Linked DNA regions of Rattus norvegicus: region 1 is linked to region 2. Evidence: chromatin contacts called from public Hi-C data. All regions are on one chromosome and are shown on one strand. Each heading gives the region's core, a stretch centred on a gene start, on an enhancer-like site or on the middle of the called end of the contact. The rest is flanking DNA. Distances are from core to core; before and after follow the strand shown. Region 1 overlaps Slc4a4 (solute carrier family 4 member 4). Region 2 overlaps Slc4a4 (solute carrier family 4 member 4).

Region 1 (5,061 bases), core at 1,661-4,160, 160 kb before region 2:
TTTTTATTATTAACTTGAGTATTTCTTATATACATTTCGAGTGTTATTCCCTTTCCCGGTTTCCGGGCAAACATCCCCCTAATCCCTCCCCCTCCCCTTCTTTATGGGTGTTCCCCTCCCCATCCTTCACCCATTGCCGCCCTCCCCCCAACAATCTAGTTCACTGGGGGTTCAGTCTTAGCAGGACCCAGGGCTTCCCCTTCCACTGGTGCTCTTACTAGGATATTCATTGCTACCTATGAGGTCAGAGTCCAGGGTCAGTCCATGTATAGTCTTTAGGTAGTGGCTTAGTCCCTGGAAGCTCTGGTTGCTTGGCATTGTTGTACATATGGGGTCTCGAGCCCCTTCAAGCTCTTCCAGTTCTTTCTCTGATTCCTTCAATAGGGGACCTATTCTCAGTTCAGTGGTTTGCTGCTGGCATTCGCCTCTGTATTTGCTGTATTCTGGCTGTGTCTCTCAGGAGAGATCTACATCCGGCTCTTGTCGGCCTGCACTTCTTTGCTTCATCTATCTTGTCTAATTGGATGGCTGTATATATGTGGGCCACATGTGGGGCAGGCTCTGAATGGGTGTTCCTTCTGTCTCTGTTTTAATCTTTGCCTCTCTATTCCCTGCCACGGGTATTCTTATTCCCCTTTTAAAGAAGGAGTGAAGCATTTGCATTTTGTTCATCCTTCCTGAGTTTCATGTGTTCTAGCCATCTAGGGTAATTCAAGCATTTGGGCTAATATCCACTTATCAATGAGTGCATACCATGTGTGTTTTTCTGTGATTGGGTTACCTCATTTAGGATGATATTTTCCAGTTCCAACCATTTGCCTTCGAATTTCATAAAGTCATTGTTTTTGATAGCTGAGTAATATTCCAATTTTCTTAAGCTTACATTGCTTAGCTAATCGAGCACTGTCTTGGGCTATTCAGGCTGCACTGACAGAATACCATAAACGAAATCTCTTACACACAGTAGAAACTTGCTTCTCCTTGTTCTGGAGTATGTAAAGTCCAAGACTGGGCTCAGCACATTGACTCACAGACAGTTGTGGGGACAATGTGCTCTTGATGGTACTTCCTAGTTGCAAAAGGTCTTGCCAAGGGTACTAGAATTACAACATAGAAAGCTGGGTATGCTGACTTTACCTATAATCCTAGCACATGGAGGACTGAGGCAGGAGGATTGCCATAAGTTCAAGGCTAGGCTGGACTACAGAGTAAGAATATCTCAAAAACTCAACCTGACAACTACCCCAAACCCAAACCCCTAAAAGTTTAACAAAATATTATTTTTTAGTGTGTGTGTGTGTGTGTGTGTGTGTGTGTGTGTGACTGAAATGATGAGTTCTCATTCAAGCTATACAGATGGACAGCAACTGATAAACCGAAACTCATTTAAGAAAGATAAAGGACTTGCCCCTGGGATGGCTGTCAGGTTGGGGCAGTCACTGGTTGGCCATTCGTTTAGTCTCTGCTCCATCTTTGTCCCTGAATTTCTTGTAGAAAGGAGAAATTTTTGGCTGTAAGCTTTGTTTTTTTGTTTTATTTTTATTCTTTATTTTTTGGGGGGTTGTAAATTTTGTAGGTAGGGTTTTGCCTTTATCTCTCCACTGGGGGTCCTGTCTGGCTACAGGAGTAGACACTTCAGGTTGTATAACCCCACTTCTAGGAGTCTCAGCTAAAGTCTTCCCTATAGACTCCTGGGAGCCCTCCCCATCCCAGGTCTCTGGCACATCCTGAGGGCAGGAGAAGAAAGGTACGGGAAATGAATGAAGCTGTCTGAAACATTACACGTTACAGCTTCTAGATGACCCTTGTCATTTATCTTTGGCTTACATTCTGTTTTCAAAGATTCTCAGCTATTGAGAATACTCTTAGAAATCCAGAACAGGTATCCACTCTATTTTCCATAGACGGTCTATTTCTGGGTAGCCCTGAGATCCGAAACCATTTACCATGGACTCTTTCATCTTCTGGAGTCTGATCTGGAGCTATGGAGTAAGACAGATATAATTAAACTGTTCACAGAATAACTTAAAGATCCCGTGAGAAAGCAGGAGAAGGTGCTGCCCAAAGTTAACAGCATCACAGTAATCATCTAATTGATTATGAAGTAATCTGCTTTCCTTGTTTATTATTGGCTTGCTGATAGCCACGAAATATTGTAAGTGTGTGCTATAAAAATTGTCATTGACTTCTAGCTCCTTCTGTTTCTCTGGAAATTATTCCAACCAAAGATGAAGAAAATGTTAAGTCTAACAACACATATAGACAGGGGGGCATGATAGAAGTTTCTCATTTTGTTCAGGAATGTTTCAATTACTTCTGTGGAAATAAACCAGGTTCACTGTTGAAGTTTTAGAGTCTCTACAGTGATATTGCTGACCTTTAAACGTCTTTGTTATTTAAGGCATTGTTAGTATTATAATTTTGAGGATTACATACCTGAGTATTGTATCTACACCAACTTGCCTCTCCTTCCCCTCTTTGAGGCCCCCTTACTTCATGACTTTTTTTGTCTACATTATTCCACTTAGCTTTGCTCATATGTACACTCGGTTAGAGCTGTGGCTTTCAAACTCTAGAGGTAAAAAGATCCACATTTAAAAGTCAAGACCTCTTGCTGGTTTTGCTGGGTAGAACACAGGGTAACGGGGCCTCTAGTCATTGAGAGGTTGGACATAGACGTTACCATTGACAGGGAGGAGCTGCCTGGCTTCGAGGGGCCTCCTGGGAGGAGTGTGGAGGCATACGGGAAAATGCTTTTGAGTCAATGAGCATTGGGTGTGATAAAAATCCTAAGCTTTTCTTTGACACGATGGCTGATCTCTTGATCTGTTTTCACTTGTGGTCTGTGCAGGGAGCGTCTTTCCCCTCCCTGGGGGTTGATAAGAGTTCTATAAATAATACAGTATGTAGCGCTTCCTCTGGTTTCCTCCGATGCCTGCCCTTTGTTCTTATCTGCAGTGAGTTAGGTGAGCGTTTAGCTTGTTCTAGGAAAATGTTTTTCAATCATTAAACCCTTGGGTGAGAAATGTAGGAAAACAAAATTTAACCCCGTCATTCCCTTTCCAGCATCCTTCAGAGGCTTGATGGGCAAGGCAGGTGAATGCTGGTGGCGCGGTAGGGACGCGTCCTGTTTCTTTGAGGTGCTTAGCAGAGTCTGTGTGCAGTGACACACGAATTATGAGGCTTCCAAATGTGTTTTTTTTTCTTCCTCCAACTTAAAAAAAAAGCTTTGCTTTCTCTGTTTTCAAAATTGTCTACACATCTTGGCAAGCAGAAGTGGGTGAGGGTTGTCTGTCCCAACGCAGAGGTTACTAGAGGACTGTCGTCCATCACGGTGAATCTGTGGTCCACTGAGCTCGCTCATTTTAAACATATGTGGAGCCTGGCTGGAAGGGTGAAGTTTCTATTAGCATCTCAGTGAGAGGCCCATATGCCAGCTGAGGCAGAGGCATCAGACATGGTAAAGCATGGACCTCATTAAGTATCAACAACTGGGTATTTTCCATTTGAGCTAAACATTGCTTTCTTGTTGCTACTTAAACTAACCCACTCTAAAGGTCACAAGAGAATATTGGCAGAGATGTCTGGTTTTATAATTATAGGAACTACCTACTTGGAGAAAATTTTTTAATTTATATTTTTAAAAAATTAACTGACTTATTTATGTTCTAGTTGTTGCCCTTTCAGTCAGTTCCTCATCCCATTCCTTCTTCCCCTTGCCTCTGAGAGGGTGCTCCCACCAGGCCTCCTCTTCCCTGAGGCCTCAAGTCTCTAGAGGATTAAGTGGATCTTCTCCCACTGCCAGGGGCCTCTCACCACCTCTGTATGCTCCTGGTTGGTGGCTCAGTCTCTGGGGGCTCCCTGGGGTCTGAAAAGTTGAGACTGCTGGTCTTCCTATGGGGTCACGGTGTCCCCTTCAGCTTCTTCAATCCTTCCCTTAAATTCAACAATAGGGGTCCCCGACGTTAGTCCAATAGTTGGGTATAAGTATGCCTTCTGTCTCCGTGAGCTGCAGTTGGGCCTCTCAGAGGACAGCCATGCCAGGCTCCAATCTGCAAGCACATCATAGCATCAGTAAGACCGTCAGACCTTGGTGCCTCCCCATGAGATAGATTCTAAGTTGGACCGGTCATTGAACCACCTCTCCTTCAGTCTTTTTTTCCATTTTTGTCTCTGCAGTTCTTTTAGACAGGAACAATTCTGGGTCAGAAATTTTGACTGTGAGTTAGTAACCCTGTCCCTCCACTTGAGGCCCTGTCTATCTATGGTGTGTGTGTGTTGGGGGGGGGTGGTCTCTTTCCAATGTTGGGGATTGTAGTTAAGGTCACCCCCCATTGAATCCTGAGAGTCTCACCTCCCAGGTCTCTGGTATTTTCTAGAGGGTCCCCCCACCTCCCACCCCTTGAGGCTGCATATTTCCATTCATTCTTTTTGCCCTCTGGACTTCTCTCCTGCCTGCCCTCCCCCCACTTCCACCAATCCCTGATCTTGTTCCCCTTTCCTCTCCCCCTCCCCTCTCCTACCCAGGTCCCTCCCTCCCTCTGCCACCCATGATTATTTCCTTCCCCCATCTCATCTAAAAGTCACTTAGGAATTCATTTTTACTGATTTCCTGGTTATACGGGGAGGGTGGTGATGGTGGTAGAGGTCACTTGGACTCCGTTGGTCCATTTTGTTTTTTCTTTTTTGAGAGAAAGTGATCTGGTGATTGGATTCCTGGCAGTGACAGAGTCGATGAGTCAGTAAGCTATCGAGGCAGAGAGAGGAGACATTATGGAAGTGCTGGTCAGGGATGTGGGCAGGGGTCAGAGCCGCCTTCAGGGAAGGTTGCAGTTCTTTAATTGTTTCTCCCTGATTTCATCTTCCTAGGTGGATTAAGTTTGAAGAGAAAGTGGAACAGGGTGGGGAGCGATGGAGCAAACCCCATGTGGCCACCTTGTCCCTGCACAGCTTGTTTGAGCTGAGGACATGTATGGAGAAAGGATCCATCATGCTTGACCGGGAGGCCTCCTCTCTCCCACAGCTGGTGGGTGAGTATGCCACTTCAGGCCCCTCCTGTCG
Region 2 (5,274 bases), core at 1,283-3,782:
TCTTCATGAGTTCCAATCATATATTGTAATAGTTTTCAACATTTTTAAAAGTTTACACTTATATTGAATATATACATTTTTTGTATATATGAGTTATATCAAGACCTTTGATGCTGTAGTTCAACACCGATTTGGTCTTTCTCTGTAGGTCTGTGTAGAAATTAGACTGATGGTCTTTGGATTTTGTTTCAGAGAACAACGAGTCACTGGAACCCTTGTGTTTATTCTGACTGGCCTGTCAGTCTTTATGGCTCCCATCTTGAAGGTAAAGATATAAAATAGTCACAGCTTTCTCGTCTTTGGAACATTGATACCTGGACACATGGGTGTGAAATGCTTGCCACATTCCATAGCACCTGGAAGCAGGGGCCAATAAGGAAAGAAAATTTAAAAATACGTGCCTCGATTTCCCAACAAATTCCTTACTTCCTCCCTCACTATTATTTCTGCAGTTACTGGTTTGAACCGTCTGACATCCCCAATGTTGAAGTCTCTCCTGACCTGTAGAAGGGCGGTGCCATGCATGTCTATCTGATTAGTCTTCCTCTCCATGCCTGCTTTGTGCTTCCTTTGTCTTTTATCCATCCCATCTACTTGCTTGTCCCTAAGTCCCTCCCCTTGCCAGACACCCAACAGGTCATGGTTAATTTCTTTGCCCTATTTTTAACAATAACCATGTTTCTGTTTTTCCTTGAATCAAAACGCTTATTAACTCCGAAAGGGAAATAAGAATAAAATGACTGATTTGTCGTTGGAAAACTTTAGAGATGAACTTTTGAAGAGCCGTTACATGGTAGAACATTTACGAGGTTACACATCAGCATATAGGTTGATTGACAGCATGGGCATCTATGTAGACAGCAACATGCATGCAATGGCCCCTTTAAGAAAAAGAACCACAGAGGAAGTCAATGCTTTTGCTCATTAAGCTTCCTGGTTTTGTGATATAAGCCAGCTTCTCTCTTTTTTTTCTATTACAAAAACATCCCTAACCAATTATTAGTTATTTGCACCTTATCTTCTGTACTACTGTGTGAAGCACAAAATTTCACACAGATCCAACAACTCTGAGCAACCCTATTAATAATACCTTACATTTTTCCAACTGAAAAACTTCATTTTTAAACAATATAATTGTGCTGAGCAGTGGTAGCAAATGCCTTTAATCCTGGCACTTGGGAGGCAGACAGAGGCAGGTGGATCTCTATGAATTTGAGGCTAGCCTGGTCTACAGAGTAAGTTCCAGGACAGCCAGGGCTGCACAGAGATATCCTGTCATGAAAAACAAAATAATAAACAAACAAACAAATGTCAATGAATCCTTTTGTTATACAAGTAATAGAGGGATAGCACACGAGTCTAAAACAGTTGCTGGATGGAGTAGTGAGTAGCGAAAGCTCTCTGTTTCTTTCAGATTAGCAAGTCTCTATCAGTGGCCAATCAATGAGATATAGAGGAGGCAGCTATAACATCTGAATATGGAGACTCACTTTGCCTTTTAAGTAGCTAGACTCATCTCCTACAGTTGGTATGAAATAATTAGAAATAGTTAGGGCACTTGATTATCCAACTGCTCACTCTGGGTTTCCATGGTTTCCATTATCTGGTTAACTTCTGAACAGAGTCATGAACACTGGTGCATCTCAGGCAGCCCACAGTCAAACTCAGGTTTAAAATGGTGTCCGAGAAGTTGTTTCTGGCCTGTGTCCTATAGGGACAGAGAAAAACCCTTGGTCAGGTCTATCAATTCAAGGAGGTGGCTTTATGTGCAAGGCTTAGTGGGTTTGAAGCACTCATTGCACATTCTACCCAAGGCGATAGGAGTTTCTGTTTCCCTAGCAGGGCCCAGGATATGATACTAGTGGAGATGTTTAGAGACAGCTTTGTCTCAAAGGCAGTGAGACTGGATTTAGAGAGGTCACTGTGGTCAGTTAAGATCCTGGACTGCAGGAAGCATCAGTCCCCTCCAGGTAGGCTCATGTATTGTTACACTGCTTCGGTGCAGCCTTGCTTTTATGGAACCTTCTAGAGAGACGTATCTAAGGAGAGATGGGCAGGCAGACATCCTTTCAGTCTTTAGATTTACACCCCATCAGCCAAATTTCCATTTTGTCTTCTAGATTGTTCTCACTAAAACAGTATAAAACCCTGCTTTGGAAAGGGAGTTGTATACAAACTCCTCTGTTTGTATTACAGAAAAACTGGCTTTAATCATGGGGAGCCTTCCAGTGGTCGTGCATGGTTCAGAAGGGACAGATAAAACAACTACCATGTAAATTGCCACCTTTAGAAAGACTGACAAACTCGTACCTGGTAACAGGTCTTCCTAGCTATTCCCCACCCTGCCCCCAAGTAGAACTGTGGAGGTGTTGAAGAGAAACGCCCTGGGGTTTTTGAAGTGAACCCGTTTACCCCACATGTATGTGGAGCACTGTAATGTGTACAGAACAAGATCAGAGCTCATGGGCAGAGCTTGAAACTCCCCTTCGGCTGTCCCGTTCCTGCCCGTGCCTTGGCTTGCTTTACTGGGCCGCCAGCTTGCATCACTCCGGCTGTTTCTATCTGGCAACTTTGATTAGCCTGAAGAGTCACCGCCTCCATTAGTGAAAAACGTAACTCAGCACACATTTTTATTTAAGGCGGGGTTCTTTCTAAATTCAGGGGGATGAAATTGTTTTGCTAGTCTAGCTCACAGCAGACTGTGGAAAACCTTACAGATAAGCAGTAGGAATGAAGCAGCCTTTGTTCAGGAGCCTCTGTTCCTCCCTTGAGTATGTTAGTCCTTCCCTACTTCAGGAATCACATCTCCCAATAAGACCTCCATTTCAGATCCTGCGCCCACCCCACTGCCGATGTTCGGCAAGTTGCGTGCTTGGAGCAGAGATGCCTCGTAAGCATTTACAAAGTCAATACGGGAAGAAGCAGATGTTAAGGGTACAGTTTAACGGGAATGTAAGCCATGGCTAAGGAAAGGGTACGATTAATAATTAACCCACAAATTCACACAGAAAGTGGTGTCATGGGTTGACCTCCATGTGACTGTGTCTTTTTTGTTTTCTAAAGCAACAGATGACAAGTTCAGGGAATAGTTTTCCTCAAGACCCTGCCTTTGAAAGTTAGATCAAATGGATGGGAACAAGCGATATGTGCGACTTCTTTTTTTTTTTTTTTAAATGAAATGGTTCAACTCCTTCCCTGCCCAACTCTTTCTCCTTACAAGTTTAATGGTCTCCGATGAGCTGAGCAATTTTCTTGCATGCATGAAGCATCATAGGTGGTTGCTTACTTGTGCAAGGATCCTTTGAACGTGAAGTTTATGGCCTCTGTTTTGATCTCTGTGCCGAAATCCGCCTTTCATGTGGAGGAGTGCAAGGAATTATAGTGTGCCAGCTTTAAGTTCATGAGGGTACCCCTTGACCCCGACCAGCTATAGTCAACGATGCCTCATTGCACCAAATCACTTAGCTGCTTAGCACGAAACCGATGGGAAGTAAGAGTAACTGGCTTCCCAGGCTGGCGATGTGGCATTCCCCGAGTTTCCACAGTGGAAAGGCTGCCGCCGGTTACTGCTAGCATTCTCCTGTAAGTGGCAATCACAGAGATGAAAGGCCGTTCCCTGAGCTGACTCTCTGTTTTCCTGGCAAGACTCAAGAAGTAAAGATCAAGGAAAGTTCACTGCCGTTTCTGCTGCCCGTGCTTGGATTAGTTTATCTTTAACGTGAGGTGTGGCCAGAAGTTATCTTTAAGACTCGGTTAGTGCACCAAAGGGTAGAAGAGAGCCTTTAATTTGTACCTGGCAGATACTTGTTGATCTCCCACACAGACCTGACCCAGGGAAGCAGGTAAAACATGGTGCAGATGACGAGTGTGAGGATAAAACCGTAGTCTGTCGAGCTTGGCCTCAGATTCTAGAATCACTCCAGATTTTAAAAATATAGCCAGCAGTACCTGTGAGAACTATATGAATAATTATCTCTACTCTAGAGATAGGAAAAATATGAAAAAAGTCACTAGTCTTCAATAAGCATAGACTGGAGAGGCAAAATTTGAATTCTGAAAGGTCTAGTATAAAACGAATCCTATAACCTTGTATAATGTGTGCCCATCAAAATAAAACGCGGTACTTAGCCTTCAAAGAATCTCTATTTTCTTTTTCCATAATATTGTCTTTCCCAGATTCTTTGATCTCATTTGGAATACTTCTTATGTGGGAAAAGTTGTGCAACTTTCATAAAGTCCTCTTCGGACCTCATCCCAGTCATCTGAGAACCACTGGCTTCTTTATCAGCAAAGACTTTTAAGGCTTAAGAGAGTTAGGGCATTGTGTTAGTAACATATTGCCAAAACCAGATTAGCTGAAAGTGCAGTGTATTAAAAATTAAATAAAACAGGACTTCAAGTCAGCCCTTTCAGCCAGCTCTCCCTGTCCCCCAGCCATCTCTTCTCCAAACCGCCCCCCCCACACACACACCTATCACTGAGGGAACAGAAAGACCAGTGGTTGGGGATGGCAGGCAGTTTCATGGTAAGGATGGCATAAGTTCTACATTTATCATTTGTTAGTTGCTATGTTATCAATTAATTGGTGAGATGTTATCTAGTCTTTATCAGAGCTTTCTAGGTATGAATGCTCAGAGTATGAGAAACAAACAAGTTGGGGTTGGGGATTTAGCTCAGTGGTAGAGTGCAAGGCCCTGGGTTCAGTCCCCAGCTCTGGAAAAAAAAAAGAAAAGAGAAACAAACAAGTTGTCTCACTGATCTATAGCTGACAGCTAGAAGCCAAACCCAGGTCTGTTCAGCTTGTTATCCATGTCTTAATCGGGACCATGCTTTTAGCTTTAGGCACATGCACACATATGCATACATACCCACACATCCCCCCCTCTACATGCACCCATATAAGCATACGCACCCACACTTGCTTTGACCATAAAGCCATCGAGAGATCTCAGTCCTTACTGAATTCGTATCCAGTGTTGGACAAGTATAGCTTTCCCTTTTTATCAAATATCCTTTTCACATCCTCCCTTCTGGGAGTTTTCTAATGCTATTGACAAGTCACCAGAAGATAAAGTGGGAAACTATAAAGATATATGATCAGAATTCGAAAACTTGGTGACATATTTAGATATTAAGTCTTATTGTGATTTCACTTCACTTTCATTTTCAATATGATTATAGGATCGATCCTTTAACCTTTTCATTTTTAGTGTTTATTAAATGTAACACTTCTTTGTAATTATCCTTCTTTGGCTTCCTGGGTATTATTGATGA

Evidence for each region. Hi-C and Micro-C count contacts between places; a contact is called where the count stands out from the background.
Region 1: a Hi-C map of liver shows a contact between it and region 2, with 2.8 times the contacts expected there. The contact joins two enhancer-like sites. A contact is called at or near these places in 2 of 12 Hi-C or Micro-C datasets (kidney and liver).

What each region holds. Positions count from the first base shown.
Region 1 is chr14:19,310,505-19,315,565 of GRCr8, reverse strand. Slc4a4 (solute carrier family 4 member 4) reads left to right here. Exons shown (of 26, transcript NM_053424.1): 5 at 4,870-5,030. Among named protein-coding and RNA genes, the nearest start is that of Slc4a4, 160 kb to the left of the region's middle. Within about 2 kb of position 2,910, at least 6 of the 93 cell types and tissues checked have an H3K27ac peak or open chromatin away from gene starts, as enhancers often do. A contact at or near this core is called in liver, where this site is marked.
Region 2 is chr14:19,146,644-19,151,917 of GRCr8, reverse strand. Slc4a4 (solute carrier family 4 member 4) reads left to right here. Exons shown (of 26, transcript NM_053424.1): 20 at 193-265. Among named protein-coding and RNA genes, the nearest start is that of Gc, 230 kb to the right of the region's middle. Within about 2 kb of position 2,532, at least 5 of the 93 cell types and tissues checked have an H3K27ac peak or open chromatin away from gene starts, as enhancers often do. A contact at or near this core is called in liver, where this site is marked.